3 separate regions of the Mus musculus genome follow, and all the other regions are linked to region 3. A link is a contact called in public promoter capture Hi-C data. All regions are on one chromosome and are shown on one strand. Each heading gives the region's core, a stretch centred on a gene start, on an enhancer-like site or on the middle of the called end of the contact. The rest is flanking DNA. Distances are from core to core; before and after follow the strand shown.

Evidence for each region. Promoter capture Hi-C pulls out the DNA fragments that hold promoters and counts their contacts.
Region 1: a contact with region 3 is called in a promoter capture Hi-C map of the C10 cell line, with 4 times the contacts expected there. The contact joins the enhancer-like site here to the promoter of Slc25a12 in region 3. A contact is called at or near these places in 11 of 39 promoter capture datasets (the 3T3-L1 cell line, the C10 cell line, the HPC-7 cell line and 7 more), 1 of 15 datasets of contacts at CTCF or cohesin (large pre-B cells) and 7 of 115 datasets of contacts at active chromatin or transcription factors (T-cell acute lymphoblastic leukemia, embryonic stem cells, epiblast stem cells and 3 more).
Region 2: a contact with region 3 is called in a promoter capture Hi-C map of pre-B cells, with 2.5 times the contacts expected there. The contact joins the enhancer-like site here to the promoter of Slc25a12 in region 3. A contact is called at or near these places in 4 of 39 promoter capture datasets (the C10 cell line, liver and pre-B cells).

What each region holds. Positions count from the first base shown.
Region 1 is chr2:70,694,268-70,698,062 of GRCm38.p6, reverse strand. No RefSeq gene overlaps it. Among named protein-coding and RNA genes, the nearest start is that of Gm38528, 8.2 kb to the left of the region's middle. Within about 2 kb of position 2,217, at least 8 of the 459 cell types and tissues checked have an H3K27ac peak or open chromatin away from gene starts, as enhancers often do.
Region 2 is chr2:70,739,955-70,743,813 of GRCm38.p6, reverse strand. It overlaps Tlk1 (tousled-like kinase 1), which reads left to right. Exons shown (of 20, transcript NM_172664.3): 11 at 1,572-1,760. Among named protein-coding and RNA genes, the nearest start is that of Gm38528, 38 kb to the right of the region's middle. Within about 2 kb of position 1,648, at least 22 of the 459 cell types and tissues checked have an H3K27ac peak or open chromatin away from gene starts, as enhancers often do. A contact at or near this core is called in pre-B cells, where this site is marked.
Region 3 is chr2:71,365,252-71,369,340 of GRCm38.p6, reverse strand. Slc25a12 (solute carrier family 25 (mitochondrial carrier, Aralar), member 12) reads left to right here and starts at 1,586. Exons shown (of 18, transcript NM_172436.4): 1 at 1,586-1,828; 2 at 2,761-2,814. The coding sequence starts at 1,817.

The sequences.
Region 1 (3,795 bases), core at 968-3,467, 670 kb after region 3:
GAGTTGGGCATTAGCCTATTCTGTCAAATCTTTCTCTGATTCATCACTTTGTCTGCCCCTCAATTAGACGCCACTTTCAAATGTGAGTGCTTCCTTTTACAAACTAACTTTACCTTCACTGTTTGAGATTAAAGGGTGTGTACTCAGCCCCACAACTAGAAACAGGTTTTTCCAGTAAACACAATCTTGAGGTTCACAGTGTGGTTAAATATCCTGCAATGTTTCCACATTTTCTAAATAAAAAGGAAAGATTTTTATCTCTACCACAGTAAAACTATTTCAACAGAGACAGTCATCCATCCCACAGTAACTGTCGTTATGTCCTCAGGAAGATCCACTGATGGAATGATCCCTCATCACTGCTGCCTTCATCATGTGTCCCTCGACATCATGTGTCCCTCGACATCAACATCATGGATGCATCACGGTTTTCAGTCTGCAGGGCTGCTGAATGATCTGTCATTTTTCAGCCAGTTTGCTGAGCTGTCCCAAGCAGAGGGATCAGCTTTCTCTCTGTGTTTCTGTCTTTCTGAGTACCCAGATCAAATCTTTAACACATTCCCTGACCTCCATTCTGATGTTAACAAATCTTTAAAGTACACAGGTTGGCCCAATTCAGCAGGGCTTTTTTTTTTTTTTTTTTTCCCTGCAATCCAGTGTCTGCCAGCTGATCTTATTTCCCACTCTGTTTATCCAGGTACAATTAGATCTTTATGAATCTACACATAAACTGCACATGTAGGCATTGCATACCCAGCTCCACCCCAGGAACCAGGCTTCATACTCACTGTCCAAGGGCTGTCTATCCTCATCATCAATTTCAATACATAACACAGATTCACAATTAAGCACAATCTCTTTCTTCCTCTGTCTCTTGTATCTCGAGCCTGTGTATTATTGTAGCTATGTTTCTTGTTGTACAACTATTTTCTTTCAATGTTTTTTGAGAGAAAAAATATAAAGACCACAGCTGAAAGTAGGGAGGGGTTTACTCCAGTGGTTAAAATTGCAATGAGTGCTGCAAGTCCTACCCTTGCTCTCAAGGGATCTGACATGGAGTTTCCCACTTTTTTTTAATGCAGGAAGAGTCTGTCTATAAAACTAAAATTGTCTTTGGGGGTGGCTTACTGTTATTCTCCGTCTCAGAGAGTCCTGTGTCTTCTCTTGCTCTGGGCTTGGGGCTCCTACCAGTTCAGACTTTTCCAGGTCTCTCTGGGCATCCGGATAAACTCAAACAATGGATGCTTCCTCTGGAGACTATCCTGGGCCAATTTTTCCTCTGCAACTTTCTGTCAGATGCCCTCTGTGACATTTCTGTCCAATGTCCACTGCTTTCTGCAACGTTGGTGGCCTTTGTCCTTCTCCAGTTAGGTTGGGTTCTCCTTCTAACCACGTTGGTTGGAAGATGTAAAAGTATCTTTTATTAGGTGTTGTAACTGTCATCTTGGAGGTTTACTGCCTCTGACTGATAACCCAGGCCTAGTCCTGGAAGCTTCAGGCCTCTGGGCAATCTTATGTAGGCCTAGAATGTTTTCAGCCTCTGAGACTCACTGCTGAATAAACTCAACTGTTCTGGCTCAAAACTCTTCTCCAAGATGAATAATTCCATCTGGCTTCTCTCAGCTTCTCACTGAATTGCTCTGTTTGACCTCATTCCAACCCTGGCAGTCTGTTCTAATCTTCTGGCTCCTTCTCATTCTCTGGCTCACTCTGCCTTCACCTGTGTCTAGCTTGGTCTCTTTCTGCAACCTGTCCCAGTAAAACCGCCTCTGCCTCTTCTGCCGCCCTCTCTTCAGTAGCCTCACTTTGCTCTCTGTTCCACTGAGAGCTGGTCACATCCTATTCTGTCAAATGTTTCTCTGACTTGTCACTTTGTCTGCCTCTCGATTAGACATTGAGAGACCAGATCTTGGGTTCAGACTCCATCTTAGAGAACCTGACTTAAAGGTTAAACTCCAGTTAACTAACAAGCTAGCACCTAGCACCGGTTTCCAGGTTACTCTCGCTAACAAACCTGCCCCTGGTGCTTCACTTCCTGACAACCACCAATGAGGAGGAAAGAACAAGTTTGTGGTTTGGCTTCCAGCACCAGCCAATTAATTATGTTAAGGTCAACAAAATTCCATAAGGCAGCCCCTCCCCCCCCATCAAATGTGTGCCAGGCTTGAAACCCCCTTGTTTGCTTACCTCTACAAATAAGTACTTAAGCTCGGCTACACCCTCCCATTCTGCTGCTCCAGAGACGGCAGCACGGCCCACACTCACGCTTGAGCACCGCGTCAGCTCCTTGGTGATCTTCTGATCTTTTTGAGGTTCACGAGAAGGGCACAACATCACTTTCAAACGTGGCTGTTTCCTTCTACAAATTTTTATCTCCATTGGGATTACAGGTGTATACTAAGGGTATTGCAGCTAGAGGGCTTAAAGGTGTGTGCTAAAGCTAAGCCACACCATAACTAGCAACAGGTTTTTCCAATAAAGAACACAATCTCAGGGTTCACAGTGTGATCCCTGCATCAGAGATGCACAGCAATCCCAGGGTGGCAGCAGCGCCCTAGGATCAGGAGGCCAGGTGGATCGGCGCCTTATGGAAGATGACTGTGGAAAATGAGGCTGGGGAGGGGGCTAATGGGATGGGGCCTGGCATCCAGGCTTTCTTTCTTACCCAGCACTGCTCTTTTGATCAAACAATAGTTGACCTTGCCAGCATTTCTATTCTAGTATCCCCTTAGCCATCCAAGAATAACCTAGAACAGTGTTGTGCCTTCAAAGAGGTCACTGGCTCACTGGGAGAGCACTTCTTTATATCATGATAACCCTTTAGTGCTGTCTTAGGGGTTTCATTGCTGAGAAGAGACATGATCATGACAACTCTCATAAAGGAAGACACTTCACTGGGGCTGGCTTACAGTTTCAGAGGCTTAGTAGGTTTAACAATGGCAGGAAGCATGGCAGCATGCAGGCAGGCATGGTACCCAGAGGAGGCAAGAGTTCTACATCTTGATCTAAGGCAGCAGGACACTGTGTACCACTCTGGGAGTAACTTGAGCATAGGAGACCTCAAAGCCCTCACTCATAGTGACACACTTTCTCCAAAAGGCCATACCTCCTAATAGTGGCACTCCCTATGGGCCAAGTATTTAAACACATGATTGGGGGGGGGGGGTCATACCTATTCAAACCACGGGTATCTTACTGGGTTGTAAAAGCTTGTGGAAATCCAGTGAAGACAGACTGAAGGGGTTTAAATAAAGGCAGGCACTCTGTATGAGTGTGAAAATAACTTCCAGGAGCCATAAAGTGCTTAGAGGAAATTGCCAGTACAAGGGAAGGCCCCTAAGCCCCACAAACCATAAGGCTGTTACCACTACTGTTGGTGCACACCACACTAGGCAGCTAAGTCCTTATTGGAAACGCTGCCGAAGGACATAGAGAAATAAGGCTGTAACTGAGCTGGGAGCCCCCTCTCTGTGGCAGGGCTGCTGGGAGAGAGTTGTCCCTAAGAGTCCTGCTTTGCTATATATGCTGAACTGGACTACCATGCAGGGCAAGTGTGCCTACTGGTGTAACAGCTGCACGACTGTTGGGATGGTGAGACTAACTCCCTTCTCATTGGACTTAAGGTCTTCCTTAGAGGAGGAAGTCACATCAGATACATCAAATTGCCTCTATTGGTTTTTCCATCCATAGATAACTACAATCTGTCAGCTGCTCACAGAAGGAGACTTAGTACAAGGTGTACTGGCTAGTTTTGTGTCAACTTGACACAGCTGGAGTTATCACAGAGAAAGGAGC
Region 2 (3,859 bases), core at 399-2,898, 630 kb after region 3:
TATGGTTGGTGGGGATTGAACTCAGGACCTCTGGAATAATTAGTCATTGAACCATCTCTCTAGCCCCTTTAAATACATTGACATTTTTTTGTTTGTTTGTTTTTGTGAGGTTCTGGGGAATCTGACCAAAAGGCTCACGAGTCTTATACAAGTGCTCCACTCCTAAAAGGAACATGATTACAATCAGAATAAGCTTAATGTATTTTAGGCTGAGAAAGGCTGATCACAAGTTCCTTTCGTGGCTGTGGAGGTTACTCATCAGGTTAACACACTTGCAGCAAGCCTGACAGACTGAGCTGTATCCCTGGGACCTAGTCTTCTGACCAACCCCACACATGCACTTTGCACATGCCCCCAACTGTTAATGCAAGGCTTGCTCTGTAACCTAAGTTTCTTTCGAACTTGCAATCCCCTTCCCCCATACACACATACTCTGAGATTACAGGTCTACAACCAGCCTATATTCTGTAATAGACATAATATCCACTAGTTTGTAGACTCTCAACTCTTTGGAAAATTGTTTTAGATACATCAATGGGAAGTGCTATTAAATTTGTATTTATTAATGTAACAGGTAGAAATTTCAAGTTTCTTTTTGCTTTTACATTGTCATCTTTTATTTCAAAATACCAACAGTTTTAAGAAAGTATCACTTCATATTAAAATTTCCCTTGCCTTTTATAAGCTTATCTAAAATATTGTTGGATGATAAAACATATGTTTAAAATCTATCTCAAACTTTGATTAGATGGGGCTTGGGTTTTGCTTTGTTTTGTTTTTAGTTCATTTATTTAAAAGAATCTTAGTGTGTATACTAGTATATTTTGATCACCATGCTAGATAGTAAGAATAAAATAGAATGTGTGTGTGTAATATGTATACTGTCTATTTTAATGAAAAGATTAGCCTAACCAAACTCATTCTGGTGTAGTTTTATAGGAAAGGTATTTTTCAGTAAGGACAAGATACTATGAAATACTGTGTAACCACATACTTCCTCTTATCTGGAGGTTTAGGGAACACTTCCTTTAAAGACTGTATGAAGTGAGACCTGTAGGATGTTTTGTTTCACCAGAGTGGGACCCATGGGGCTAGAGAGATGACTCTGCTGTTGAGAACACTTGGCTACTCTTCCCGAGGACCTAAAGCCCAAGGTTTGGTTCCCAGCATGCAGGTGATGGCTCACAGCTTTCGGTAACTCCAGTTCTAGGTGAACTGATAGCCTCATCTGGCCTTTAGAGGCACCAAACACACTTGTGATGCACATGAATACATAGGCAACACACTCAGTTGGTTGTGTTGGTGCACACCTTTAATCCCAGCATTCAGAAGCAGAAGCAGACGGATCACTTTGAGTTCCAGGCCAGTCAGGGCTACACAGTGAGCTCCTGTCTAAAAAGAGAATGAACAAACAACTTTCATACACAAAACAATTAAGTATATGCTTAAAATTTTTTAAAAGAGTGGGGCCAACAGAATAGAGTTTTATACTATGTGATCCTTTTGATATATTTTTAGTTGTGGAAAATAATGGAAGATTAATGTGGTTTCATTTGTTCCTTTTTACACAGGCAACAAGAATGGGTGAATCAACAAAGGGAAGACATTGAACGGCAAAGAAAACTTCTAGGCAAACGCAAACCTCCCACAGCTAATAATTCTCAGGCACCTGCTACCAATTCTGAAGCCAAGCAAAGAAAGACCAAGGCAGTCAATGGAGCGGAAAACGATCCCTTTGTTAGGCCAAATTTACCACAACTGTAAGCTTCTTTTAAAATTTTCACTTACATTGTTAGCAGTGAGCGAGAATGCTAATAATAATGTTATTCATAATTGATATAGCAAAAACAAAAGTACATATAGCCAGGAAATATGTTAACTGAAAAGTTATCTCTGACATAATCTCCAAGCCTGAATGTTTTCAGTGGATTTTGAGTGGGATTTACCCCCTTTCGTATCTGAATCAGTTGCCTATACCACTGCAGTGTTCAAATTAATATTGTTGGCGGTTTATTTTCTGAATGTATAAATGTACTTCACAGGTAGTTTCAGACAGTTGTTTCTTTTTTCTGTTTTGTTTTCTAAATTTTCTATGTCAATTGCTCTTTGTAATTCAAAGAACAAAGATGCTTAGATAATAGTTACATGTTTATAGAAGATTTGGGAAGTTGTACAAAGATTTATGTGAATAAAGATGTAGATACCCTTGGACGTTCTATATAGACACATTTGTGTCTCCTTATTGAGAAAAGGTTCTTTGACCCTCATTCCTGCCATGTCAGGGACTTTTAAAGCAGTGAGCAGGAAGCAGAGCTCTCATACATTACAAACACAGCTCCATTTGTCCCTCTACACACATACTGCCTAGGTCTTGTGTTTTCTGCACTATTATACCCCAGTCTCTGGCATATTATTCATTCATTAGTCTTCCTTTTTCCTTTCTCTCCCCTCGGTTCCATTTTTATCAAATCTTTTGCCGGGGTGATCTTTAATTTCTGGATTCAAGCAGTCCTCCTGTCTCAGGCTTCCAAAAATCTGACACTACATGAACAGACCAACATGGCCACTTCTTCAAATTCTATCTCAGAATCACTTCTTCAAGTCATTTCTAATTTTGTTCTAAATTCAATTAGAATACCCAACTGTTGGTTTAAAAAGCACTAAGGTTCTATATTCAGCAACACAGTGGCTATCTTAAAAGTGCTGGGCTTTAACTCTATACCTAATGACACTAGTCCTTTAACACCTGGTCTTTTAGTTCTTCTCTTGAGACACCTGGTCCTTTAACCCCGCCCCTATTGATACCTGGTCCTTTAACTCTGCCACTGTAGACACCTAGACCTTTAACTCCTCCCCTGTTGATACCTGGTCCTTTAACTCCGCCCTATTGATACCTAGTCCTTTAACTCTGCTTGTACAGATACCTAGTCCTTTAGTTCTACTCTATAAATAACCTAGTTCTTTATTTACCTCTGCCTCTATAGACGCCTAGTCTTTTAACTCTACCTCTATAGATACCCGGACCTTTAATTCTTTAGCAGTATTTTATAGTTCTTCACATAAAAGTCTTTAACCTCTTGATTTAAATTTATTACTTGATTTTTCTCATTTGGCTTCTGTTGAATGCTGTGGAAATGGGAATTGTTTGTTAATCCTCTGTGGCTGTTTGTAGTCTTGTGTTGTCTCATGCCTTAGAGCATTCCAGAATTTATTTAACAGGTTTTTATCCTTGTGCTTTTCTTTAGGATTTTTTTTAACATGTAGAGTTGTATTATCTGTGAAGATACTTTTATTCTTTCTGTACACTTAGGATACGTTTTTCTGCTCTCACTTTCAGTGTAGTTGTGAGAAGTAGTGAAAACAGCACCCTGACCTATCCTGATCATAGGGAGAATTTTTCTTTCACATTAAAAATGTTTTCCTTATAATACTTGTTTGGAGCTTCTGATTAAATATTCAGTAGAAGTTTCCTGAGCTGTAATAATCCAATGAGCTATGCTTTGTGGCCCTCCACAGTCTGATACTGTAACTTGTTCTCTGTCACTTTGAAGTTTTAGGTGTGTTTTCTTACTTGTCAGGTGTCTTTTAAACTGGCTTAAAACCTAGTTTCTGTTGTTTCTGCTATGTAATCCTAATACTCTTCAATTATTATTAAGTGTTTTTAATCCCAGCACCTAGGAGGCAGAGGCCAGTGGTCTCTTAGAGCATCCTGGCTTATTAGGCCTATACAGTGATACCTGGGCTAAACAAACTAAGGATTCTCTCTCACTTGGAAGGCTATCATTGTTTACTTTCAAATTTACATAAACCTACTGATAGTTGTATTTAGGAGCCTATTTAAAGCTCCTAAATAGATAAG
Region 3 (4,089 bases), core at 337-2,836:
GCTTTTACTGGGCTCTGATATTTTCAAATAGCACATATTTATTGATAGACACAAGTATTCATGGCATGTATATGATTTTATGAATTAAGTAGATTTAATTTTAATACTATAATGACAAGAAATCTCATCACTTCCTTCCCTCTCACAAAACCCATGTCGAGTGCACTAATGATCAGTTTTAAACAAGTCAACCATGTTTCTTTTAAAAAGACTTATCCCCTTGCCTGGTCTCAAAGATATTGAAAAGTGAGCACACGAAGCCTATAACTGGTGGGTGGGAATAAAGGCAATATACTACTACAGGAGACATCATCAGCTTGTTACAAATTTTCTTGTAATAACCCAGGGATAATCAAATATTGCAACATTTAAGTATGATTGAGCCAAGGGTATGATATCTACAATATGTAGGATTGCTATTTAGTTTTATAACTTAAAATGGTCTATGATAATGGTGGCAAAGAAGGTCTTTGCAATAAATAACTACTTATACACATACTTCATATGCATATATGTGTATTTATATCCACACTTTACAAATAGGACCATGTCTAGCACATGGAGGATTTTAGTAAATATTTGGGTGAATATCAATATGAGAACTAATAGGATCTTTTCTCCCCTTCTTTTTTTTTTTTTAACAATTTTTAATTTTATTCACCTTAGTGCTTAGATGAAATGTGGAAAATAGGTGTTGATTATCTTTCTACCTTTAATGAGTTCTGAGGAGCCTCAGACTGAGCTATCACCTCGGATCCGCACCCCTCTTCCCCCTCCACACACCCCCCCCCCCCCGCCTCCCTCCCTTCCCCTTTCTTACTTCTCCTCTATTCCTTTCGTTTTTCTTTTCTTTGAAGACGCGTCTTATGCATCCAGGCTGGCCTCTAACTCTTATGCAGCCGAGGATGACATTCCGATTATCCTGCCTCCATTTCTCAAGCCTGGGGATTACAGTCGGATACTACTTCGCCAAGATAGAGTTTATGTGCTACTGGGCATAGAACCCGGGACTTCCAGCATGTTAGTTAGGCACTCCAGCAACTTAAGCTACTTGCCTGGCCCTCACATATCTTAATGGCAAGCCTCAGTTTTAGAGACATTAATTTAGCTTAAGGCAGGGCTGGGAATTCACAGAGGAATTGTTTCCTGTAGAAGAGAAAGTCAGCATAGCAAGTACCAGCTCCAAGATAAATAAAGTTGTTTTCTATATACATTGTACAAAGAATTTGGGTGGTTAAGAGAGTGAAGCGAATCTATTAATAAACCATTAGGGATATCCCAAGGAATGTTAATTCAGGAGCATATTTCTGAAGTTATGTTTACTTAGGTTTTCCCTTTAAAAAACCTAACTAATCATTTTCCTTATCAATATTTGTCACTGGTTGTCATAAACTCATTATTAATGGGACAAGCTCTCATATGCTTCCAACCTTGCTCAATACAGGCCCCAAGTGTTCCTTTAAGCCCCAAGAGGGAACCGACTTTGGCTGAAGCCGGTGCCCAAAGCCACACCCACTGCCAGGCCTTGGGACTTGGGGCTGGCCCAGAGGAGCCTCTGCTCACACTGCGCGTTGGAATCCGGCGACCGGAGCTCTGGTGTCCCCCGCAAGAGGTGCGACTGCCCCGCCGGCCCGCTGATGGATCAACCAAGGCCACTCGGTGCGCACCACCGACGCGCTCTAGCTCATTTGCATATAGACGGGCGCGGCGCTGCGACAGGAGGGAGCGCGGGCGCGGCCCCGGGCCGTGGCGCGCGCGCGCCCTGACAGCTCGGCCCAGCTCGCTCACTCGCTCGTTCCCGGCTTCCGAGCACAGCATGGCGGTCAAGGTGACTCCAACTCTCTGCTGCTGCTTTTATTGCATAAGAGACGTTCCAAGGGCCCCGAGTGCAGCCCCCCGCCTCTTTCCGTTGCTTTCTTTGCCTGGTTCTTAGCCAGTGCGTCCCGGGGCTCTAGATTGCGGGTGGAGAGCTGTGCTGGGCTTGGACCGGAGCGAAGAGGATGCCCGGCTGGGGGAGGGGAAGGAGGAGGGATCGTGAGTTGGAGGGGCTCCTGAGGACCATGGTCGGGAGGAGGAAAAGAGTAGTGTTTTGTCCTAGGTACATGGGATTGCGAGCACAGAGTTGGAGAGCATCAGAGAGGGACTGAGAGTCAGCGGGCAGGAGAACCGGGGATACCCAGGGCATCCGCGGTGGGGGAGGGGGTGGGTGTTGTCATTTGGGGCCACAATACAGCCCAGGGCACTGGTTGACATTTGCCTGGCAGGTTGTCAGATGTCGAAAGTATCCGTATTGTGGCAGCTCTCAAGGTTTAGGTCAGATGGAGAAAGGGTCGCCAAGATGACGATGTACTGTTTCTGCTTTCCACAAGAAAGGCTGCTAGGCCCGGCTATTAATTTGGCTGTTTTACATCTCCTGTTGCTCCTCTCTTGAGGCTCTCAGGATTTGTAGCTTGGTGGTTGCTACTGTATTGCTAGTAGTTGTGGAATAAAGTAAACGATTACATTGGTTTCCCTTTCCAGTTCACAGGAAGTGCCGTCTGTAATTTGCTCTATCTTGCACTATTCACACCCTTTTCTCCCACCCCTTAGCCGTAGATCTCCGGTTTGACAGGTGTTATCAGCAATTAAGCTTTGGGTTTGTTTTTAGACTAAATGACCTTATGAAAGATAAATGAGTTGTTAGCAGATGTAAACTATAATCTAAAGAGATTATGTGGTTTCTAGCTAAGCATTAACCAGTCATTCCCCCCCCCCCCTCAGGTGCATACAACCAAACGAGGTGATCCTCATGAGCTGAGAAACATATTCCTCCAGGTAAGTGAAAGAATTTTACATCAGGGAAAGAATGGGAAGAACATGATCGTTATTCCTCTTTAAGCTCTCTAACTTTGAGAAATGCTCTTCTCACAAACATGAGTGGAGGATGTCCTTTGTACTTGGTTTGTTTTGGTTTTTTTTTGAGACAGATTTTCCTTGTGTAGCTCTGGCTGTCCTGGAACTTGCTTTGTAGACCAGGCTGTCCTGGAACTCGGAGGATCTACCTGCCTCTGCCTCCTGAGGGCTGCGATTGGCTCTATACCCGGCCGTTTGTACTCTTAGTAAGAACGGATTGGAAAATTTTTCTTTCTATTGGGGATTGATATGAGGTTTTCCTGGAGTTGCTCTTTTTGTTTGCATGACTTAGGATGACTTATAAAATTTTCCTTCTCATAAATGTCTATGACATTTGTTGCACAGATAATTTATGACTATTGTAGTTGCGCTTTCTCCTCCCACTTATTGCAACCATAGATGGGGATGGGGGTAGGGGTTGGTACAACATGTTTGCTTTAGATTCTTTTGTAAGGAGGCTGGTAAGATGACTCAGTGGATAAAGGTGCTTTACCCAGAACCCATATAAATATCGAAGGAGAGAACTAACTATATAAAGTTGTCCTCTGACTTTCATATATCTGTGCATATGCACCAGTGCTCACACATCTGCTCCTTATAATAATAAATTATTTTTTAAAAAGGGGTGGGGAGAGATGGCTCTGCAGTTAAGAGCACTGTTCTAGAAGACCTGGGTTGGATTCCCAGCACCCATATGGCAGCACTCAGCCATCTGCAGTCCAATTCCAGGGAATCTGTCATCTACTTCTAGCCTCTGAGGACATCACATCACATGCATGTGGTGCATAAACATACACACGTTAAAAAAACGGAAGTCTTGCCGGGCGGTGGTGACACACGCCTTTAATCCCAGCACTTGGGAGGCAGAGGCAGGCGGATTTCTGAGTTCAAAGCCTGCCTGGTCTATACAGAGTGAGTTCCAGGACAGCCAGGGCTACACAGAGAAACCCTGTCTCGAAAATACCAAAAAAAAAAAAAAAACCCAAAACAAACAAACAAAAACAAAACAAAACCGGAAGTCTTGTAAGGATTGACCTTAAAATACCTTACTTATGTTAAGCTTTTAGAATCAGTCACCTGACTACGCCTAGTTTTTTGCCTTTGCTTTCTTAAATTCCTAAGGTATTTTACTAAAAGTTATGTTTTTCTTGGAAGAGCTGTTTTTTAGAATCTTGTATTCTGGCTGTGGAGTCTCTG